Regions from separate parts of the Anser cygnoides genome. Here region 2 is linked to region 1. Evidence: chromatin contacts called from public Hi-C data. All regions are on one chromosome and are shown on one strand. The core of a region is the stretch at or near the end of the contact, and the rest is flanking DNA. Distances in the headings are between cores, read along the strand shown. Region 1 holds the start of PAXBP1 (PAX3 and PAX7 binding protein 1). Region 2 holds the start of IFNAR2 (interferon alpha and beta receptor subunit 2).

Region 1 (5,581 bases), core at 1,923-4,422:
ATCACCACAAGTGGGCACCGCCTGGACTTCCAGCGCATCACCCAAGACCTACTCGTGCCTAACCAAGCCTCTTACGACAGCAGGGATGGGGTACACAGTCTGCATCCCACCTCAGAGCACAACCGGTGCTGCATATGTGAGATGGACAGCAACCTGTGTTTGCTGGGGGTACGGTGGGCTGGATTTTCGGTAGGTGATGGAGGGTACATGTAGCAGGGTATTCTCACCCTCTGCACATCTTAGGAAAGAGCTGGGCAAGAGACAGGGGGGACACCATAACCACAAAGATGATTTTTCCAGAAAAAAATAATAATAATAAAGAAAAGAAAAAAAAGCCTGTATCTTTGGGTGTGCTGGCTCCTGCAATTTCCCCAAATGCAGGGAACTTGACCTCATCTTTTATGGTAATGGTAAACTCTCCCCTCTGAAAAAAAAGGAGAACCACCCGTTCTGCAACTCTCATCTGATAAGGGAGACAAGGCTTCAGGCAGACAAGTAGCAAACAATTTGCAGCGGCATTGTGGGAGAAAGATTGCCATTCCCCTGAAAATCAAATGTCAGGGCAGCATAGATAGTCAGAAGACCACTCCTTGCCCATGTCTGCAGGATTCACGTTCTATGAGATACGATTAAGGCTGGGATCAATGCATATAATGTAATAAAGGATTTGGAATAGCGACTCATAAGTCTTGCATTGCCAGCAAAGGATTTAGATAATATTTTTTTCTCTTGACCTAGGATAAAATACATGTGCTGAGGGGAACAGTTAGTAAGATTCTGAGGGACTTATGAGTTTGCTTCAGCAACTTTAAACTAAGTCTTTCCTATAACTGTAATCAATGATGGAGTGGTTTTGATAGGTAACACAACTTAATTTTTCAGACTACTTAAATACATGTATAACTTCATTACTGCGAGCTTTCTCATTGAAATCAACCATGTATTAACTAGTGAAGTAATCGGGTCTTTTGCAATTGCAAATTAACAGATTTAAGCACATGGATGTTTGAAGGCTGGGGACTGAACTCGATTTAACTCAGAGAGCTATTAAATCAGCTATTGTAAAGACGGTTTTAATTTGTCAGCACCTTAGAAATAAACTGTAAGCCTTCTCCCCAAATCAAAAATGTTTCTAGTGATCCCTCTCACAATTTTGTCACAAGTTAAAACATGGTTAGGAGCTGAAGCTGAACTGACAGATGTTGGGAACAGGGGTGTCATTCTGAGCATGTACATGCTTGGTGCATATTACAAACAGAGACAAGTAAGTCTTACTGGCTGTCCAGGAATCTCATCCTTTAACAGTCTGAGCAAGAGTACTAACATTGCCCTCACAAAGGCTAATCAGTAATCCTGCACAGGATATTGTTGTAAAAAAAAAAAAAAAAAAAGTGTGGCACATATATTGTTTTCTAAATGTTCTCAACCTTCTGTTAAAAATTTGTTAAAAATCAAGCCTAAATCACCTTCCGTGAATTCACTAACTGATGCTTTGCTGCCCTCTAGTAAAAAATGTACTGAATAGCACAGTAACAAAGTACCTTGCCATGACAGCAACGCTTTGCTGAGGTTACTTTTTGAAATCCACACATGCAGCAGTAACTGAGGATATGCGTATTCTGGCCTTGTAGGGAAGAAATCACGACATTAATAAATCCATATGCTTTCTAAAGGTGCAAATTAAAGTTTCAGTTCATTTTGCCACAGCAGTGTTCTGAGTAAGGATCGTGTAAAAGACATCTTACTCTTGTGCACAAGTAACCACTGCAGAGATTTTCCTGGAATCAGGAAAAAAACATCCTCTCACTTACATGACCAGCAGAAATTTACAGCACCAATATTGCACTGATCTTTGCAGTTCACCCATTCTTCTCCAACAGATACTAAAACCTGATTCTCCCAATCTAAATTTTATATGGTTTTGCCATTCAGAGGCTTACAGAATTTCCTCAGAGCAATGGAAAGCACAAAATACAAACCAAAGTATATAATGCATACATGGCGAGCTTTATTAGTTCAGTTGGTGGTTTCTTTTGTCTGCACATGAACTACTTGCAGCAGTACATTAAGTATCACACAGCAGAAACAATTATGTGATTTAGTCAATCTGTTTTTAAATGTCAGCATAAGATACTTGCATTCAACCACCCTCTAAAACTTAGCATTAGGTCAAGAACCAACAACCTGTGGTGTTTCATCATATATCTACAGTGACTAATATTTATATACACAATGCTTTTGTCCTCCATGTATCAGGTTCAACCTGTATGTATGTGCCAGTCTTTAGTCTTGATGTATAATTATTGGATATCCCAATGAATGGAAACTGAGGCAGTTTTTTCATAACAGGAAAAAAAAATGACATAGAGGCTGTAGTTTTCCTTCCAACTAGTAGTTTGAGTGTAACTTTAGGAAGCCAGTGCGGACTGATAGCAGCACAAAAGCAAGCTTTCCACAGCAGGGAGAGGCTGCAGGATGGCAGCCAAGCCTGTCACATCTCATCCTGTGTGGACTCCAGCAGTGCTTGGCAAAGAGTGGTTGCTGGGTATGCTCTTGATAGTGTGGGAAGGATGAAACCCCTCCAGTTTCCAACAAATGTACTTGAAAGATCTGTTTTTAAAAAGGTCAAATGATCTGTTTGCATCTGCCACCAAATTCATCATTCATCAGGAAAGGTTGGACGTGGTGCTTAGGGACATGATTTAGTGGGTGACATTGGTAGTAGGGTGATGGTTGGACCAGATGATCTTGAAGGTCTTTTCCAACCCTAATGATTCTATGCTTTTTCTTTTAGTCAACCGCCAGCTGCACTGCCTTCTCCTGAAGGTGCCCACAGCCCTGACAGACCCCTGCCCCAAAACACACCGCCATTTAGCACTTGGAGGGCCACCAGACCACTTTCCCTCCCCAGCCTGGAGGGAGCAGACACCCTCAGGGCCGTGTAGAGCCCCGGGGCGAGCCTGGAGAAGCGCTGGGAGCGGCGGAGGCGACAACGGGGCCTGACAGGACCCGCCGAGCCGCCCCGCAGTTTCAAACAGCCCGCGCCGCTCCCCGGCACAAGATGGCGGCCGCCCCCCGGGGCGGGCGGGCTCTCCGTGCCCGGGCGCCCCGGCGGTGGCGGCGGGCGGCCGGCAGGGGGCGCTGCGGCGGCGTGGCGCTGCGGCGGCCGCCATCATGCTCGGCGAGCCGGGCCTGGGCCGCGGCGCGGTGGCGGGGCGGCGCGGCGCGGGGGGCTCGGCGCCCGGCGGCATGTTCCGCAAGGCGCGGCGGGTGAACGTGAGGAAGCGCAACGACTCGGAGGAGGAGGACGAGGAGCGCGACGAGGAGCCGCCCCACGAGCCGCCGCCGGGACCCGCCGGGGAAGGGCCGGCCGAGGCCTCCGCCGTGGCGGCGGCGGCGGCCGGGGGAGGAGGCGGCGGCGGCGGCGGTCCCGGCGGTCCCGGCGGCCCCGGTCTGCTGCCGCTGCCGCCCGGCTGCGTGCCCCTCGCCCTGCCCGGCAGCCCCGCCGCCTTCGCCTGCGCCGCGGGCTACGGCGCGGCCCTCGGCTTGGGGCTGGGCTTGATGGCGGCCGACCGGGCGGGCCTGGGGGTGCCCCCGCCGCCCTCCCCGCTGCCCCCGCCGCCGCCGGCGGCCCCTCAGCAGGGCAACGGGCTGCCGGCCGCCGGGCGCCACAAGGAGAAGAAGCGGCCGCGGGAGAGCAAGGAGGTGCCGCGGGCCAGCCTGCTCAGCTTCCAGGACGAGGAGGAGGGTGAGGCGGCGGGGGGCTGCCCGCCCCGGCCCCGCGCCTCCGACGCGTTTTGTTTCGTGGCCGTGCCGCCCGGTGTGGGGGCCGGCGGGGGGCTGCGGCGCCCCGTGTGAGGCAGGGGGAGCAGGGGGTGCGAGGCACCGGGAGCTAGGCCCGGCCTCGTCGGCCCCTGCCGCCCCGCGCCTGTGGTGCTGAGGGAGGGGTGTCTTTGCTGAGCTTCCCTGTCGGGTTTATCTTCCCCCGGTGTGGCCGGTGTTAAAGGCTGGATCCGACAAACCCCCTGCGAGGGTTTTGTGGCAGAGTTGCTTCATCTCGGAGTCCACGAGGATTGTTAGGTTAACCCTCGTGAATAGTCAGAAAAGTGGCTGAATGGTTTCTGGGCTTCAGCTCTTAGCAAAATAGCTTAGCTGTGTTCGTGCAGTGTTTTGGCTAATATTTCTGCTAGATTCCACTAGGTATCGTGCTCATGAATTGGTCTGTTCTCACTCAGATAATCTGATTATGGGTAGTAGTTATTGCATGTTAAAAATAATCAAAAGTACTCCTCAAACTCCTGAGTTTATTGCATCCCAGAAGTTCTGGATGGGATTAATAGGAGCGTTCTTGTGATACCTTTTGTCAGCGGGACGGTTAGTATGCGTTTTGAGTCCTCTTTGAAGGAATTTCCAGTGATCACTGGAACTTGGGTTGTAAGACTGTGACAGAAATCCTGCTAGAAATTCTGAAAACTCTGGATTTCCCACGTTAATCTGTGGTGTGGGTTTTTTTGATGCAATTTAGTTCTTCAACTTACTGCATACCTTGTGGTAGGTTGTAGTTCTGCAGGCCTTTAAACTGGTAGAACAACAAAACACAGTTGTTCCCTTGCCCATTAGTCATACTGGCACGCGTGTGTGTGAGGCTATGAAAAGAGTGATAACCCAAAATGTTGGGATTTCTTGTTTTCTTCCAAATTTGTGGTCACAGTCAAGGATCAGTTGTTTAAAAACTAATAAAAAACAAAACCAAAGATTAATACAGTCAGATAAATGCAGGTCATCTTGTACGCTTTTGTGTAACTTCTGCCTTGCATTTCTCTGATTGTTCTGTGAGCAGGATGTACCTGAAAATGACCTCCCAAAAAACAAGGAAGAAAGTACCTGTGAAAGGATGTGCAACTCTGTGTTACGACAGTGCAACTGTATAGTTGGGTGAAATTACGTTCTAGTGGCACTTAAGTTCTAGGTACAAAATTAAGAAATCTAACAGTAAGTAAACTTCTTGGCAGATCTAACGTAGTGTTTTCCAACTTCTCTTTTAAAGAAACCGAAGAAGTTTTCAAAGTGAAGAAATCAAGTTACAGCAAAAAGATTGTAAAACAATTGAAGAAAGAATACAAGGAAGATCTTGAAAAATCAAAAGTTAGAACAGAGGTCAATTCTCCGACAGATGGTAATTGCAAAACTAACAGTAACTCTGTAATGGCAAAGGTTTAAGAATTGTAAATATAAATGGCTTGTTTTCATGATGAATCCTCTGTCTTTTCAGAGAATTTAGCATTTAGAACTGAAGTAGAGCATGCATTAAATTGTGTCCATTTGAACCTCGCAAATGCTGGTCTGAAGCTGGTAGAGTTCTCTGAATCTCTGTCATGTGGAAATGAACGCCAAAGGATGAAGCTTCTCAGATAGCTACTTATGCAGTTGTCACTAGACCTCAGTAGTTTCTGTATTTCAGCTCTATTTATGTCAGATTAGTTTATTTTCTTCCTGCATCTGGTGCTTATCTGACAAGATATCCTTGTAATGCAGCTTCTCAAGAAGGAAAATCATGGGGTGAGCAGAGTGGTGTTTTTTG
Region 2 (5,581 bases), core at 942-3,441, 170 kb before region 1:
AAAGATCACTTGCCTTTATTTGAAATATTACAAATATTACAAGAAATATTACAAGAACTGTTGAAAAAAATGTTTCCAGAAAGAAGGTAGATAGGCAGGTTAGAAAAAAAAAGATACAATGGTTAATTATAAGGAAGTTATTAAGTTTTGTTAGAGTTTTTAATACATAAGGTCTATTAAAATATTGCCTATTCTAGGTGTTGTTATTTTACTCTACTACCCTCATCGTATTCATATTTGCAGGACTTGGTTTTTATTTACAGGCAAAGTACTAAGGTACGACTGTGATTCTACAGATAACTGAGAAAAGGTATAAGTCTTTGGAAAGTACCTTCTTCTCTAAGTTTAATAAAATAAATTGTTTTTGAATTTAAACTGTTTTTTTAAACTGATTTTCTCTGCAAAACAAACAGCTTAAAATTAAAAATTGTGATAAACCATATTGTGGTCAAACTCAACACAGTATTTTAAATGTATCTGATTTATCTGAGATGTAACTCTTATCTGCTCAAAGCTTTAGCAGGACTAGAGGAAGTCACTGAATAAGTGTTAAGAAGCTGTATCTGTGCAACTGATAATCATAATTGCAAAGTAATAAACTCTTCCACAGATGAAGAGAGTGTTCTTTTTCATTTCGTTTTTTTTTTTTAATTCATTAAAGCATGAAGAATATTTCAGAGATATAAAATGCTTGTTTCCCCCTTCTCAATCAAAATCAAGAATGAATCAAAAGAAGGTATGACTTACTAGTTACACAATCTTTACTTAAAGTTCAGCACTTACAATAGCAAGCTGGAAAGTGATTAAGTCACCAATATCTATCAAGTCCATTTAGCTTTGACACTAGTGAATGGCAGAGAACAAAATAATCTGACATTCAGATCAAGTTTACAAATTACACAAGTACAAAAAAAAAAACCAACTTTCTACTTTCAACAAGGCAACCAGCTTCATCCAGAAGTCATACAGAAGACAGTGGTACTTTCACAGGCATTTTAAAGAACACTTACACCTGCAGGATCTGATTTTTGATATTTCTTACATATTCTACAGTTCGGCACCTTAGAATACGTAAGGTAAATGTGACCAAACATGTTTCTCTTTGAGTTTGTACAGTCATCTAAATCTACACGTCCTCTACAAGTTTATCAATGACAGTGGAAATTTAAGGGGAAAACCATTCCTGTCAGGACTCTCATTAGCTCTTCTTACTCTTCCGCCTCAGAGCCTCAACAGCCCTTGGAGAGAAGCCATGGAAATACCTGTGAGTCCAGCCCCCACTCACCTCATCAGCCAGCTCTTAGACTAGCAACATGATAACTCAGCTGGGTACTCCTGCATGCTGCCTGAAGCCTCCAGCACTTTCACAACTCAGCTTCACACTTCCACCTCATCTGCAGCTAGTCTTTAGCTTGAGTTCAGGCCAGGTGGTTTTGAGTTGGATGCTTCCAATTAGGAAAAAAAAAAATTAAAAAAATTTTTGAAAGTCACTGGTTTGTATTTCAGAACAGCTTCACATTGATAAAGCAGAAAACACACCCTGTTCTTTGAAACAGGCAGATGGCGTGTTTATTTATAGAAACTTACTCATTTGAATATTGAGAGAGACAGACACCTAGGAGATGCTTCACACAGAGAAGCCTGCAGAGGAATGTGCTAAACCTACACAGGCAGCAAGATGCAGGAATTGATTTCGTTACAGAATCCATGTGAGCCATTTAACCTCAGAAACCCGGACCCGGCGATCAGGAGCCCACCAGCTGCACCCCCGGGGTGCCCCACAGCTCCCCCGAGGACCCAGCGTGGGACATGCGGCCCTCAAGCGCCCCTCCTGCCGCTCCCGCCGAGGAAACCGGAGGCTACGGGCGAGCAGCCCCCTCGCTCAGCCTGCCGCCCTGCCTTTCCCTTCACGACTTCCCACCCCCGCAGCGCGCTGCCTACCGCGCACCCCCAGGCGGTGCCGCCGGGGACCCTCCTCATTTATCCCTAACGGAGCGGCCCCACCGCCCACGCGGCTGGCGGCGGGCGACGTTACCTCCGCTCGCTGAGGGAGGCGGGCGCCCCCCCGGCCGGACCTGGCGGCGGGCGCCATCCCCGCGGGCTCCCCGCCGCCCCCGGGCCGGCTCGGCGAGAACGCAGCACGAAATGGCGGCGCCGGCCCGGCCGCCTGGGCACGCCCCCTAGCTGTTGGCCACGCCCTTCCCCGGCGGGAGTAACGGGCCGGGGGTGGCGGCCGTTATGGCTGTGGGGCCGACTTAGGGGGTCCTGCCTGGCTCGGCTCGACCCTGCTCGGCTCGGTGCCGGGGGTCGTGTCCCGCCCCGCCACCCCGGCCCGTTCCCCTGGGCGGCCTCAGGCACCGCTTTCCGGGCACTTAAGGGCTCGGCTTGTTTCGGTTTCTATTCATGAGCGCTTAATCCGGCTCTTTGATTATTACCAGTTTTTTAAATCGTGAAGTAAACCTTCACGGAGAGCCGCAAAGGCTCCTGTTGGTTCCCTTTCTCGCTCGTGACCTCAGTGCACAAGGGGAGCCCTGCTGCTGCCGCCAAGCGCTTCATAAATGTTTGCCTCAGTGGATGGGGTGTCCTCTGCACCACTATTTTCTGATAGCTAAAACTGAAGCGAGGTGGCATTAAATACAGCCCTCATCAAGTTATTCACTAAAAAATCTTGGTACTTACCTGAGAGGGGTAAGAAACCAGTGCCAGTTAGCAGCCATGTCCCTCCACACCTCCAGCATCGCCAACTAAACCTCCCAGGCTGCTGAGCTCTGGGTCTTTGCTGGTGGAGACGTGTAATTTGGGGTGTTGCTTGGTGGCTGATGTGGGGTCACACTGTACTTTAAGCTACACTAGGCAAAGCAAACCTGAGATTTACCATAACCACCTTTCAGGCTCCTACAAGGCTTCTACAAGCTTTCTGGCTGGATACCTACACTGCTTTAACCCACAGACAGCTTAAAATTAGTCAAGACAGTTCTTCCCTGTTTTACTGCATGAAGCAATAACACTGAGATCTGAGATGCAGAGCTTTGAATAAAATCTCAAAAAAGGCTGAATTCACTATATGTCTGTGCATGCGTTTGTCTCATGGGGCAAGTGGTGTATGTGGCACCATTACTTCTTTCTTGATTTCTGTTTCTGTAGGGCTCTTGGCAATGCCCAGCTATTCAAAGTTGAAAAATTCTAGTTCCAGACTAAGCTTTTAAAGGACAGGATGTTTACATGGAAGCAGAATCTGGAAAAAAAATTGGAAGGATAATCTGAATCGTAATAATATCTTTATGTGGTTCACTCACCTCTTGGATTGCCAAACATAAAGATCTTTTAAACTTTTAATTTTTATTCTGTTCTTGTTTCGCTTATTTCTACCACACTGTTTTTTTCTTAAAACAACAACAACAACAACAAAACACAAAAACACCATGATTTGCCTGTGACCTTTTTTCTTAAATGCTTTTTCAGCATTGTTTTTAGTGAACCCTCTTTCTAATTTTCTGCCATCTTTGCAGTTCTCTGAAACTGTTGTTCTTTCCTGCACATTGGATGATTTTAATGGCTCTCTTGGTCTCTCAGTGCTTTGTGCTGAAGACTGATATTTATCTGCACTATTTTTTTTCCTCTTTACATTTCCTTCTCCTTTTTTCCTATCATTCCTTGTCTCTCCACTTCTTTAAACTATAAGCATAGTTTAAAGACTTTAAGCTATAAATATAGTTTAAAGAGAGTTCTTCACCCTTCTCACTGGCCTTCCTCATTATCCCCACTGATAATGCTTGGTCATCAAGTGGATCTTCTGTCTGGCCTAGGCACAGCATGGATGAATCAATCCTCAAGACACTGCCTCCAGTGAAGAGAAAGTTGTGAGGAGAAAAATGCTTAAGTGAGCAACGGTAGAAGGGGAAAGAGTTCGGTGGTTTTGCCTCATGCAGCAGTCAGCCACTTTGTTTTGGACACTTCAGATGCAAGGACTCATTCACCTGCTCACATACCTATCTTGTAATGAGAAAGCCAGCAAATAAGATACCATGTTATGGGAGATTTTTATTTTCCAACATTTGTAAGGGTAAAGAGAGAAGAATTTTCCCTGGAGGAGTAGTGTTGACCCTGGTGCACTCAGCAAATTTGCCTTCTTCACAGTATCAGCAGGTGGCTAGGGGAAAAATGGAATGTAAGATTGTTCCAGTTTAGGGCAATAGGAGCCCTAAGAGGCAAGACCCCATGTTGCAGAATAGCTGGAATCTAGTTCAAGTGGTAAAACATGGGGATACTGCTGAGCCTCTGCTAAGGATGCCAGCCTGAAAAAGCCCTTGAAAAGCATTTCCAATGAAACTTTTTGAAAATTCTGTATAGCAGATCCGGTGCACCAGGTTCACTATTTGCTAGTGGCTCCGTGGCACTCCCAGCTGTGCCTGGTTAGGGCTGATTCTCTATGCAGGCAAGGGTTCACTGAGTATAAAAATGCTGGGAATTAAGAAAACTAGTTTAAAGTGATGTGAACCTGATTTTGATTTGCTGTATTTAGTGTCAACATGCACTGGTGAACCTGATTTAGTGGTTTTGCTAGGGAGAATACCACTACACAGCTTCCAGGACACCTTTATATAACTTTGCCTGGTTGTTTACACCTGACACATCTATTTATATTAAATTGTATTTCTGTTTTTGCTATTATTATTTTGTTATGAGCCCAAGTGTGCAGATTGTTCTGAAACCTCGGGGGATCCAAAACTAGGAGAGACCACCCCCTTTAAAAATAATAGTAATTGTGTACAGCCCAATGAAAATCTTTATATGTTCATGTTTTGCCATCTAGGATCAGAAATAAACAAAAAACATGCAAGATTTGAGAAGTAGTTTTTAAGTTTTCCTGGCTAACAAAATTGGAATGTGATTTTTCTGGCCTGAAGGTGATGCTGTTTCTCTAGGAAAAGTGTTGGAAAAGACATTGGAGTACTTCGGAAGTCTTAGAAAGTACTTCCACTAAAGTTAGGTATGCACCTGTTTATGCTCATGGATTTCATGTTAATATAATTCTACAGATCTGTTTCATGAACACTTTGGAAGACTGAGACTTCCCTTAGCAGAACTTAAAGGTACCTTATTAAACCTTCCAGCGTATGGCAGACAAACACACTTAAAATAAGAACTTGTTGTTTTTGTTGTTGTTCATACACATCTTTAAGCTGTCTTCTCGTGTTGATCAAATGCTTTGACATGCATCACATGCTTTCCAGGTGTGTTGGTGGGAGCGAGGTGTGATTTCTGTGCACATCTCTGGAAAAGATACTTGTGCTTGTTTGTTTTGAAAGATTTTTCTGTGCAAGAAGAGAGACAGAGTAGGTTTCCGGCATCACTTCAGAACCTCGAAAATGACTCATTTCAGTCAGCTTTTACCACCTCTGTGTTTTGACTCAGACTGTCACATACAGACAAATTTCTGAATTTTGGCCCTCTCGTAGGGCCAAAAAAGGGGCAAATATGCCCCTTTGTAGGCTTGTCACACTGGTTAGATCCTTTTCCTTTTTACTGAGGCATCTTTTTTTCTGCAAAGGTTGCTTAAGACCCAGTTCCAGTCTTGAAT

Evidence for each region. A called contact is a pair of places that touch in the nucleus more often than the background predicts.
Region 2: a Hi-C map of liver shows a contact between it and region 1, with 2.6 times the contacts expected there. The contact joins the promoter of IFNAR2 here to the promoter of PAXBP1 in region 1. A contact is called at or near these places in 4 of 7 Hi-C or Micro-C datasets (granulosa cells and liver).

What each region holds. Positions count from the first base shown.
Region 1 is chr1:113,090,010-113,095,590 of Taihu_goose_T2T_genome, reverse strand. PAXBP1 (PAX3 and PAX7 binding protein 1) reads left to right here and starts at 3,172. Exons shown (of 18, transcript XM_066978186.1): 1 at 3,172-3,748; 2 at 5,048-5,176. The coding sequence starts at 3,175.
Region 2 is chr1:113,257,512-113,263,092 of Taihu_goose_T2T_genome, reverse strand. It overlaps IFNAR2 (interferon alpha and beta receptor subunit 2), which reads right to left and starts at 2,191. Exons shown (of 10, transcript XM_048071406.2): 1 at 2,036-2,191; 2 at 1,286-1,445.